Regions from separate parts of the Sus scrofa genome. Here all the other regions are linked to region 2. A link is a contact called in public Hi-C and HiChIP or PLAC-seq data. All regions are on one chromosome and are shown on one strand. The core of a region is the stretch at or near the end of the contact, and the rest is flanking DNA. Distances in the headings are between cores, read along the strand shown.

Evidence for each region. A called contact is a pair of places that touch in the nucleus more often than the background predicts. HiChIP or PLAC-seq counts read pairs in DNA pulled down with a chosen protein or histone mark.
Region 1: a contact with region 2 is called in a Hi-C map of liver, with 3 times the contacts expected there. The contact joins the promoter of XBP1 here to the promoter of HSCB in region 2. A contact is called at or near these places in 1 of 5 promoter capture datasets (liver), 6 of 47 Hi-C or Micro-C datasets (alveolar macrophages, blood, heart right ventricle and 2 more) and 2 of 2 datasets of contacts at active chromatin or transcription factors (alveolar macrophages and skeletal muscle).
Region 3: a contact with region 2 is called in an H3K27ac HiChIP or PLAC-seq map of alveolar macrophages. The contact joins the promoter of TTC28 here to the promoter of HSCB in region 2. A contact is called at or near these places in 2 of 47 Hi-C or Micro-C datasets (embryonic fibroblasts and epiblast stem cells) and 2 of 2 datasets of contacts at active chromatin or transcription factors (alveolar macrophages and skeletal muscle).

The regions. Positions count from the first base shown.
Region 1 is chr14:46,014,599-46,018,222 of Sscrofa11.1, reverse strand. XBP1 (X-box binding protein 1) reads left to right here and starts at 1,697. Exons shown (of 6, transcript NM_001271738.1): 1 at 1,697-1,944; 2 at 2,991-3,087. The coding sequence starts at 1,712.
Region 2 is chr14:45,965,508-45,968,942 of Sscrofa11.1, reverse strand. HSCB (iron-sulfur cluster co-chaperone protein HscB, mitochondrial) reads right to left here and starts at 1,435. Exons shown (of 6, transcript XM_021074052.1): 1 at 1,166-1,435; 2 at 1-87. The coding sequence starts at 1,401. CHEK2 (checkpoint kinase 2) reads left to right here and starts at 2,814. Exons shown (of 15, transcript NM_001137638.1): 1 at 2,814-2,991.
Region 3 is chr14:45,922,876-45,926,475 of Sscrofa11.1, reverse strand. TTC28 (tetratricopeptide repeat protein 28) reads left to right here and starts at 1,450. Exons shown (of 24, transcript XM_021074051.1): 1 at 1,450-1,640. The coding sequence starts at 1,539. It also overlaps a transcript of CHEK2 not described here.

The sequences.
Region 1 (3,624 bases), core at 448-2,947, 49 kb before region 2:
TTAAAGAAAGTCTTGCTTTGTAATTCTAGGGAACTTAACATTTTGTAATTTGCTTCAAAAAAGTGAAAAAGAAAATGCCTTGTGGGGTGTTTCCTTGGGTTTCTCCATTTTAATATTCCTGTGTCTTAACTGATCTCTAGCTACAGTTTGGAGGCCTCTCTTTCACAAGGGCTGCTGCAGGCAGAAGCCCTGAACCTTTCCTCATCTTTTATACGTGGAAACATCTTATTTTCATTTAAAATAAGTAAATAATATGTATACTCAGTAGACAGTTTAGAAATTACACACACACACATATTCCTGCCACTCAGAGAGAACACCTATGATTTATTAAGCTTTCACTTAAACCTATTTTTTTTAATTTTTAAAAATATATAATGATTTTTTTTTCATTATAGCTGGTTTACAGTGTTCTGTCAATTTTCTACTATAAAGCATAGTGACCCAGTTACATATACACGTATGGGTTCTTTTTTCTCACATTATCATGCTCCATCATAAGTGACTAGACACAGTTTCCAGTGCTACAGAGCAGGATCTCATTGCTAATCCATTCCAAAGGCAATAGTCTGTATCTATTAACCAAGTTCCCAATCCATCCCACTCCCTCCCCCTCCCCCTTGGCAATGGACAAGTCTGTTCTCCACATCCATGGTTTTCTTTTCTGTGGAAAGGTTCATTTGTGCTGTGTATTAGATTTCAGATATAAGTGATATCATATGATATTTGTCTTTCTCTTTGACTTACTTCACTTAGAACTAGAGACTCTAGTTTCTTCCATGTTGCTGCAAATGGCATTATTTTGTTCTTTTTTATGGCTGAGTAGTATTCCATTGAGTATATATACCACATCTTTCTAATTCAATAAACCTAGTTTTTGTTTTGTTTTTTTAAGAGCTGCACCTGTGGCATATGAAGCTTCCAGGCTAGGGGCTGAGTCCAAGCTGCAACTATAGGCCTAAACCACAGCCACAGCAACACCAGACCCAGCTGCATCTGCAACCTACCACATAACTTGTGGCAACACACAGATCCTTAACCCACTGAGCTACAAGCAGGGATCAAACCCACATCCTCACTGGGACAACGTCCTTAACCCGCTACACCACAATGGGAACTCCTGAACCCAGTTTTAAAGTACTTGACCTCATTTCCTGAAGACTTATGTTGCAGAATGTTTTTGCAAGCATTTTTCTAACCCAAGGCCCAATTTGAACTGTCTCTCGATTTTGCACTCTGGGCCCTAAGTGGGGAATGAGATACAATTCTGTCAGACTGGGTAAAAATCTGTTAGTCTTGGTAAAAATTCGTCAGTCTGGAAATCTCCTGGTTTGAAATTCAACTCTTGTCATTCGGGGAGAAATCTATTTACTGAAGAAACTCCGTCGGGCTGCAGACTCTTCCTCACCAGCTTAGGGGCTCTCCACAACCCAGCCCTCCAGAACCCTCTACCAGCCCGCCACCCAGCGACGCCTACCGGTCAGCCGAGCGGAAAAAAAAGCCCAGCGTCCCCAGCCCAGCACCGCGGATGCCACGCTGGACGCCCTGGCACCGCCCCCTTCGGGTCCACCGGACCAATAGGCGCTGAGATATGCCTACATCACACGGAGCTGGCCAATCGTGGAGGGCCACGATCCTAGAAAGGCTGGGCGCTGGGGGGGCTGGCCCACTGGGCGGCGGCGGCGCGCACAGGCGTAGACACGCTCCAGCCATGGTGGTGGTGGCAGCTGCGCAGAGCCCGGCCGCCGGGGCCCCCAAAGTACTGCTTCTCTCCGGGAAGCCCGCCGCCGCCGCCGCCGCTGGAGCTCCGGCCGGCCGGGCTCTGCCTATCATGGTGCCGGGCCAGCGAGGGGCCAGCCCGGAGGCGGCAAGCGGGGGGCCGCCCCAGACGCGCAAGAGACAGCGCCTCACGCACCTGAGCCCCGAAGAGAAGGCGTTACGGAGGTGGGCGAGGGTCGGGGCGCGGACCCAGAGGGCTAGGGCCCGAGGTCTGAGAGCCAATCCGAAGGAGAGACAGGGGTTCTGGGCCGGGAGCTGACCTCCCGCCACGGTCGGTCTCTGACGGCCTTTTGGGTGCCAGCGCCAGCGTGGCGCGGGGCGGGGCGAGGGCAGGAAGTCTGGACCGGCCGCTCTACTGCGTTGGGTGGAGTCCAGGGCTGAGCAGGCCTTTTTTATTAAATTCTTTTCTCTCTCATTAGAGATGACCACAGCTGGGTCTGCGAGTACCTGGGTTCTGGGCCCTCTCGCTGTGTGACCACAAATCCGTTGTTAAGCTTCTCTGAATTAGGGCTGTAACATGGAGTCCATTGATTTACCTCCTTTTTGGAGGCGCACGGGTCTGAAATGACAGCTGTTGAAGGGGCTGTGAGCCTTAGAAGGCTCACTAGTCAAACTCAGTCTCTGCGTCCTTAAAATGATATTTGCCTCCTGAGGTCGTTGGGGAAATAGAGAAATATCTAGTACTTAGTCCTCCTTAAATATTAGTTCTTCTATGATCTGTTTGCTTTTTGTGATTTATTAAGTGCTTCTCGAGCCGACCGGCCTCAGCACCAGGGCAAAAATCGCCTCAGCCTTTCACCCGTCTGAGCTGTTTGCTGAGGGAGCGTTTATGTCAGCGGCATTGCAACCCACATTAGATTTAATCAGTCCGGGTTGGATCCTGTTCGAGGGAGTCGGGAAGCAGCAGCAGAGTAGAAAGGGGAGGAGGAGATATCTCATGACGCTGTGTGTCCAGCCTCAGTGCTGTGGCCGGGATAAGACTGAGGTGGATGACGCAATATGGGGGAGAATAAAGCAGGTTTTCAAGCTAGATCCACAGAAGGCTAATTTTTCGGTTTTGTTTCTTTGAAGGGTGAAGTCTGAAGTGTATTTTACCATTAGTCTGCCTTATGCTATAAGTTAAAAATGAAAGCACCAGCTGGCCAGGTTTTCAAATAAAGCTATGAATAAGGTTTAAGATGAGTCAGTGTGGTATCTCTTTCTGTCCTCAGGAAACTGAAAAACAGAGTAGCAGCTCAGACTGCCAGAGACCGAAAGAAAGCTCGAATGAGTGAGCTGGAGCAACAAGTGGTAGATTTGGAAGAAGAGGTAAAAATACTTAAGATCAAATTCTTATCTTTTATCCATTGTGTGTATCTTCCCTTGGTGAATGGTCTCTTATTTGCAATAATGCCTTGAGTTGTTTCATCCCCTTTAGAATACAAGTGGATGTATAATTAAAACTTAAACTAATCTAAGTGAGGGTAGATAGGTAATTGATTAAGTGTGAAGCTTGAGGAGAGCAGAGTAATGGACTCTAGCATTTGGTGCTATATTTAAGAGTTGGTGGATTACATTACATTAGTCTTTTATCAGTTAGTACTAAGTAGTAAAAGCAAATAGGAAATCATTACCTAAACTTGAGACCTTTCCTGTCTTGGCCAAAAGTCCACCAAGGGTTCCTTTCCCCTTTTAGGGTCCATTTGTTACCTAAACTTAAATTGTTGTCAGTTACACATCTTGAATACTAAGGAGTATTTGTGGTATTTTTTTTCTTTTTTAACATTTGTTGATTTTACAGTCCATCACTACCATTTTTATTTCTACCTGCTACTTTGAAACAGGATTTGTGGATTTGACAAATCC
Region 2 (3,435 bases), core at 186-2,685:
TGGCTGAAGAAATCTGGGTGGACAAGACGCTGTAGTTCTTGGTACCTATGCTGGAGCTTTGAAGTGTCAACTCTGAAAGAGTGGTTGCTGGAAGAAAATCAGGGGATGAAATTCATGCATCAGATATTTACAAATTTATATACTACAGGCCTGGTTCCTGTTCTCTTGGAGGATGGCACAATAAACATGTGGACAGAGCTCTTTCAAAAAATGGTAGGCACTGCAAATAAAAACAGAATAGGGTCAGAGAATGGTAGAGGTGGTGGACAAAGAGATGTTATTTGGGCTGAAACGTGAATGATAATGAATATTCAAAGATCAGAGGAAGGCTCATTCAGGCACAGGGAACATGCAAAGGAAGGCCCTGAAGTGGGAACAAGATTGGCAAACTTGAGCAACTTAAAGGGTAGTGTTAGTGCAGCCCAACATCAGTGTCAGTGACTGGTGGGGCCAGATCCCACACTTAAGGGGAAGAGGCATTCCTGAATTCCATACTTCTTTTTCTAAGGCCAGGTCCCTTCATCTCTGTCTCACTTTAATCCCCTTTCTCTTTCCATTCCCAGAGCTGCCTGTCCTAGCTCCGCCCAAACTTCACGCACCTCTCCAAGCTCCTCAAACTTCGGAGGTAAAGTTTTTTCCTCTTTCCAATTTCTCAGATCTTCCAATTCTCACTTTTCCCTTAGACTCTGCCTTAATGCCCACAGCATTAAGTTTTTTCCTGCTATTACGCTTTTGCTTTGGATAACAACTTAGTACTTCTTCTTAAAAGTCTCAACCCAAGTTTAAGCGTTCTGAACCTAATTCCTCAAGTCACCACCCTCCAGGGCCTCGCAAGCACCCTTCCCTCAGTCCTGACTCTCAACTTCCCTTCCACTCAGATCCTGCCCCTTAAGACTCCCTCCAAGGCAGCCTCCAAACCTCAGTTTCCCCTAACCATACTCCCCGCCCCCAGTCCTCGCTCCACACTCCATCCCTTGAAACATCGTTGCTCAGGTCCGCCCCTCAACTTCCTCTCTGGACACATCCTACCCACCACTCCCCCAGGCCCCACCCCCAGTCCCTGTGCTCTAGGGCTCCGCCCACCTAGGTAACTGGTCCCACTTTCTCCTTCCCTCTCCTCCCCTCTCACTCGCCCAGACGCGTTTCCCTAAACTACCTCCCGTACCAGTCCATGAGGCTGAAGTAGTCTCGAGCGGGGTCAGGTGGCTGCAGCGCACGGCACTGAGGGCAGAAGAACTGGTCTCCTCGCAGGGGGCCCCCTAGGCCGCCGCAGTTCCAACACCGGGGGGAGTTGCTTCCTGCCAGCGACACAACATTGCAGTTTAGCAGTCCTCTCCAGAGGAGGCCTGTTGGCCACAGCCTTGACAACCGGAGCAAGGCCCCAGTCCTTCCGCCCCACATCTGGCTGGCGGCCTGCCTCCCAGCGGTCACCTGTTGCGGGGGAGAGAATGCCCCCCTAGACTAGTGCTATTGATTGGCCGGGAGCGGAGGGGGCGGGATCAGTCAGGGGAAACCTGGATTTAGAGTTCCGCTCTACGTTTTAAACTGCAACTCCCAGAAAGCATTGAGGCTATGCGGGCTGCCACATCTGCTGTTCCTCATTGGTCCGGTGGCGGCCGAGGGTGTTTTGATTGGTTGAGGGTGGAGTTTGTATCTACGGGTTTAGCGCCACTCCGCTGACTGCAGCTGCTCTGAGCGTGCAGTTTGGGTGGGCTCACGCGGTGAGTCATAGTGGGGAACTTCTCTTGGGTCTTTGAGGGTTCAAATCCTGTCCCCAGGGTCTTATTGCGCGTTGAATTTCCCGAGCTTCCGTTTTGTCTTGTATTTGAGCTTGAGGAATGGGGGAGAGGAAGGCGTGGGCAACCCTTTTCCTCCTTCTTCTTTTTTTTTTTTTTTTTTTTTGTCTTTTGTCCTTTTAGGGTCATATGGAGGTTCCCAGGCTAGGGGTCCAATCGGAGCTGTAGCTGCCTGCCTACACCACAGCCAACACCACACACCAACGCTGGATCCCAGCTTCATCTGCGACGTACACCGCGGGATCCTTAACCCGCTGAGCAAGGCCCCTCGTCCTCGTGGATACTAGTTGGGTTCGTTAACCACTGAGCCACTCCGGGAACTCCACTCTCTTCCTTCTTTGTAGGTAAACTTCGAGGTCTTGTTACTTAAAGCTGAAACTGGCCAGGACCTACAGGATAAGAAAGAACAAAGTTGTGCTCTTGAAAATCAGAGCAAAGTTGCTTTGTAAAGAGTTTTTATAGGTCTTAGCAATCATTTCCATACCAATCTTCAATCTGGAAAGTAGTTGAAAACCCATTCTTTGCTAGGCGCTGCAGGAACTTTAAATACACAGACTTGGGTAGGAGGATGTTCTACGAGTGTCCATAAAGAAGTATGGGGGATGGGTGGCGATGTGAGGGTAAGAGGACACCAATCTTACTTGGGACTTAGTTTCTCTATTTGAAAAAAAAAATGTTGCACTTGTAAGGTCTTTTCCTGCTTTCATAGTTTTTGGGCCTGGAACTCGCAATTATCAAGCTTTACTGAGGGGGTTTGGAGGGAGGAACATTAATGCATCACCTCATTTGATTCTCAAGCTCTATCTACTTTTTTGGGTTCATAGAGGTTGTGATCTACCTAAAGGTCATGGGGAGAGTTGACTTCAACATCTGATTTAACCCCAGACCTGTTTGCTTCTAACCTCTTCACAATACTTTTTATTCATGGAGGAGTCCAGTGTGGTCCTCGTCTGGTGGACCCTTACTTATCATGAGCTATTACAGCAGCTACCTTTCACACACCGTCTTTTGCCAGTTTTCAGGGTAGAGAAGTCTTGCTCAAAAAGCTGCAGGAGGACACAGCCCAGCTGAGCTTGTTATTAGAGCAGCACGCCCTGAAGTGGCAGAGAGCCCTGGAAACACCTCCCTGGTGTACTTTAAGGAAAACTCATCAGGACTATCGCTTCTGGAAAGCTGTGTAAATGCAATAATCAGTGTAAGTCATGTTTACTATATTCTCCTTGAGGGGTACCCTGAGTGTGGGGTCTGGAGAGAAAGCATTAAAAAAAAAATTGGATTAGAGATTTAAAGTTAGGAATGGGAAGTTACTTTGACTTTACCTATAGGTTCTGGTTCTGATGTTAGTTGAACTGTTCATCAGATTAATTCTACAGCTAAGGTGGGAACCTCTGTTTTGATCTCTGGCTTCTTTCAGACTTCTTTTGGGCTGGGAGGCCCTTGAGGATGCTGAAAAGATGAGCCCCATAGTTAATTAGCATCACAAAGGGCTAGGTGGAGTTGTTTAGAGAAGTCTTTGTGTTTTGCCTCATTAAGTGGCCCAGCTCTTAGTTTGGAGTCAAGGGCTCCAGAAAGAGCCACAGAACTTGGTTCCTACCCTCCAGGAGCTGGCTATGGGGAGAGGGGGCATCAATAACATTTT
Region 3 (3,600 bases), core at 201-2,700, 42 kb after region 2:
TTTTTTTTGGAAAAGGCCAGACTAATAAACAATTTTACAAATTCCAAGAGACCCCTGGATACTCTTTTTCTTTTCTTTTTTTTTTTAAGTAGGGAAAACATTCTCTGCTGTTGTTTTTGTGCCAGCTTTAGGGTTTTCAGAGAGGTTTGGGGCAGAGAATGGAAAGTGAAGATGTGGGAAGTAACAATCTATCCAGCCCCACAGCTGAGTGAACCCCCTCCCAGCTAATTATACCACAGGATTTGGGAGCAGAGCCCCCTTCATTAAACTTTCAGGAGTCTTGGAAGGATAGGGCTGGAATTACACCATCGAAGCTTGGAGAGTTTGGTGTGTGCCAGGCATTGTGCTCAGAGACCTTATGTGCCTCATCTGAGAGCTCACCTCAAGCCTGTGAGGTATTACTACAACTCCTCCCTTTGTACTTTGTAGACTCAGAGATCAGGGCTCTCTGGCTCTGTCAAGTCACCTGCTCCCAGTTTATGAGTGGTGGAGGCAAGACTTGAACCGAAAATTTCTCTTTTCAAGAGGCCGTTCCCCCCCCACCCCCGCCCCGGTCTTTTTAGGGCCGCACTCATGGCCTATGGAAGTTCGCAGGCTAGGGGTTGAATTGGAGCTACAGCTGCCGGCCTGCACCACAGCCACAGCAACGCCAGACTGAAGCCGTGGCTGCAGCCTACACCACGCTCACAGCAACGCCGGATCTTTAACCCACTGAATGAGGCCAGGGATCGATCCTGCCACCTCATAGTTCCTAGTTGGAATCGTTTACTGCTGCGCCACGAGGGGAACTCCAAGCCTTGGGTTTTAATCATAAAAAAAAGTTACCTAAATCTTGTCACCAGCTTACCACAATATTGACACTTTAGCTGGATTATTTTAAGTCCTCCCGATAGCACTCCTTAGTTGTCCGACTTCCTAATTAAGGAGAAAAAGGCTGCTGGAGACCTGACCTTAATCATGCAAAGGTTAGCGGAGTTGCAGGACTTGAACTCGAGTTCCCCATTGCGTCTGGCTTCCCGGGGATATGAACATCATCTGTGCCACTAAGACTGGCGCACGTGTTCACACACCTCCAGGATGAGATCTCATCGCCTCAGCGGCTTCTTCACACCAGCACTTCTTGCGGGTAATTTCCTTTTGGCCCATCCTGTCGCCCCAAGCCCAAGCAGGTAAACAAAAAGCAGGAGTGCCGGGTAGCAGCTCAAGGGTTTTGCCCCGCATGGTCCGCAAGACTCCAGGCGGCAGCGCCCAGCCCAGAACCGCTAGCGCTCAGGCCTAGACTGGGCCGATGCGGAGGGCGTTGGCGCGACTCTGGGAACAGCGGATGGCTCCCGAGGGCGCGGGGAGGGGGCTAGCGAGTGCGCGCGTGCGCGGTCGGGGGGGGCCGCGGAGGCGCGCGGGGAGCGTGCGCGGCGGGGGGTGGTGTGAGCTGCCGCGGCCGCGCGCGGCACGGCGGGAACATGGCGCGCGGAGCCGGCGCGCGCGCCTAGCTGGCGGGACCGTTAGCTCGAGGCGGACGCGGCCCGGGTCCCGCGGCGATGGAGCAGTCGCTGCCGCCGGCGCCTGAGCCCATTCCGGGGTCAACCCTGGTACGGAGCCAAAGGCACCGGGAGCCCGAGTCGCCTCCGGCGCCGGCGCCGGTGAGTGTGTGAGGGGCGCGGGCCGGGAGACTTTCTTTGTGAAACTCCGTCGGTGCGAGCCGGGCCGGGCCTCCGTGGCTGAGGAGCGCCTGTAAGGCGGAAGCCGCCCCACCGTCGAGGTTCGAGCCCTGCCTCGAGCGGCTCGGCGGCGGGACCGGGTCTGCCGCCTGCCCGCCTGGGTTTCTGCGGTAGTGTGTGCGCGCGGGGTGGAGTGGGGGGCGGGGGGTTGGTATACAGTCGGCGCCTAATGAGCGCGGTGCCTTCCCCCGGCCTCTATCCCCGCGGGGCGGTGGCTGCCGGCGACCCCGGGCCCACGGGAGAGGTAGACGGCAGCGGCTGGGGGGACAGGTGTCGGCGCAGCCCCAGGAAGCTCAGGTGCAGGCAGCCTCAGGTGGAATCTAAGGGAATGAGCTGTCCGTCTTTGGAAGGGAACAAGTCCGTCAGTGGCTCAGCACAGAGTGATTTTGGATTGACTTACATCCACCTCGGCTTCCTAGTGTGTTTTCGGTGTCTATCCCTCAGGGTGAAGGACGATGAGTGAAATTAGACTTTGGAGGTGTGGCGGGCCGCTGGATGGGATGGGATGCCCATGAGCACTGGCCTTCCAAACAGCCAGGGCAAAGGAGTAATCTGGAGCGCTTGATAAAAATACAGGCGTCACAACTCATGCCAGGCCCACGGACTCAGACTCTCCAAGGCAGAGGAACTGATTTTGAATTTTTCAAAAGCTCCAAAGTTATTGTAATCAGGCAGATTTGACAAGCACTATTTTACGGTAAGCTTCCTGCGAGCAGGGACCTCTTCTGTTTATAGCTCACCATGGCATTCTGGAACCGCGCCAGTGCTTGGCACATGGTAGATGGTTAGTAAATATTTGTAGGAAGGCTTAAAGAGTTTTCAAAATAGTTCTTGGGGATATATTCAGGACCTTTTTTGATATTAATATCTGTCAGATTTACTGCATGATGTGATTCTTCTCAGGTCCCAACTTTTGTGACTTTACAAATGCCTTGTTTTCAGTATGTTTTAGGCAAAGGCAGGCTATATATTGCTTAGTATAAACCATCAACTCTGTATACCTAGGTAAGTTAATTATGAATCAAAATTCTGAATAACAAAAATGTATTTTTTTTCTTCATCATTTGGGAACACTAGGCTTATAGGATTTTGTTCTTTTGAGGCAGGTAAATATTTACATTTTCATCAAAGCAAATCTGAATTACTGTTTATTCAGAAAATTTGGCAATTTGCTTAAACCTCTCAGTATTTATAATCTTAATGTGATTTTTTTTTCTTTTGGTCTTTTTAGGGCTACACCTGCAACATATGGAATTTCCCAGGCTAGGAGTCAAATTGGAACTGTAGCCACCTACCTATGCCACAGCCACAGCAGCGCTGGATCCTAGCCCTATCTGCAACCTATACCACAGCTCAGGGCAGTGACGAATCCTTAACCCACTGAGTGAAGCCAGGGTTTGAACCTGCATCCTCATGGATAATAGTCGGGTTCATTACCACTGGCCACAAGGGGAACTCCCTTATGTGATGTTTTGAAATTGAGATTTATGTTTAGTTCATAGTCAAGGCTAAAGTAGAATTGTTGGATTGAAAGTTATTCGATATTTCAGGGGCTGTTTTTTTTTTTTTTAAATGTTTTTTGAATTTCAGTAGATTTAATTTCAGTAGTTGTTCATGAACAAAATATGAATGTATAGGAAGACAATATTTTAGGAGTTGAGATTGCACCTGAGGAAAAAAAGTTGAAAATTAGGTGCTTTTTTCTCTCAATGTTTCTTTTTTGTAGTTTATGCAGATGTATTTTATTTTATTTTATTTTCCCACTGTACAGCAAGGGGATCAAGTTATCCTTACATGTATACATTACATTTTTTCCCCCACCCTTTGTTCTGTTGCAACATGAGTATCTAGACATAGTTCTCAATGCTACTCAGCCGGATCT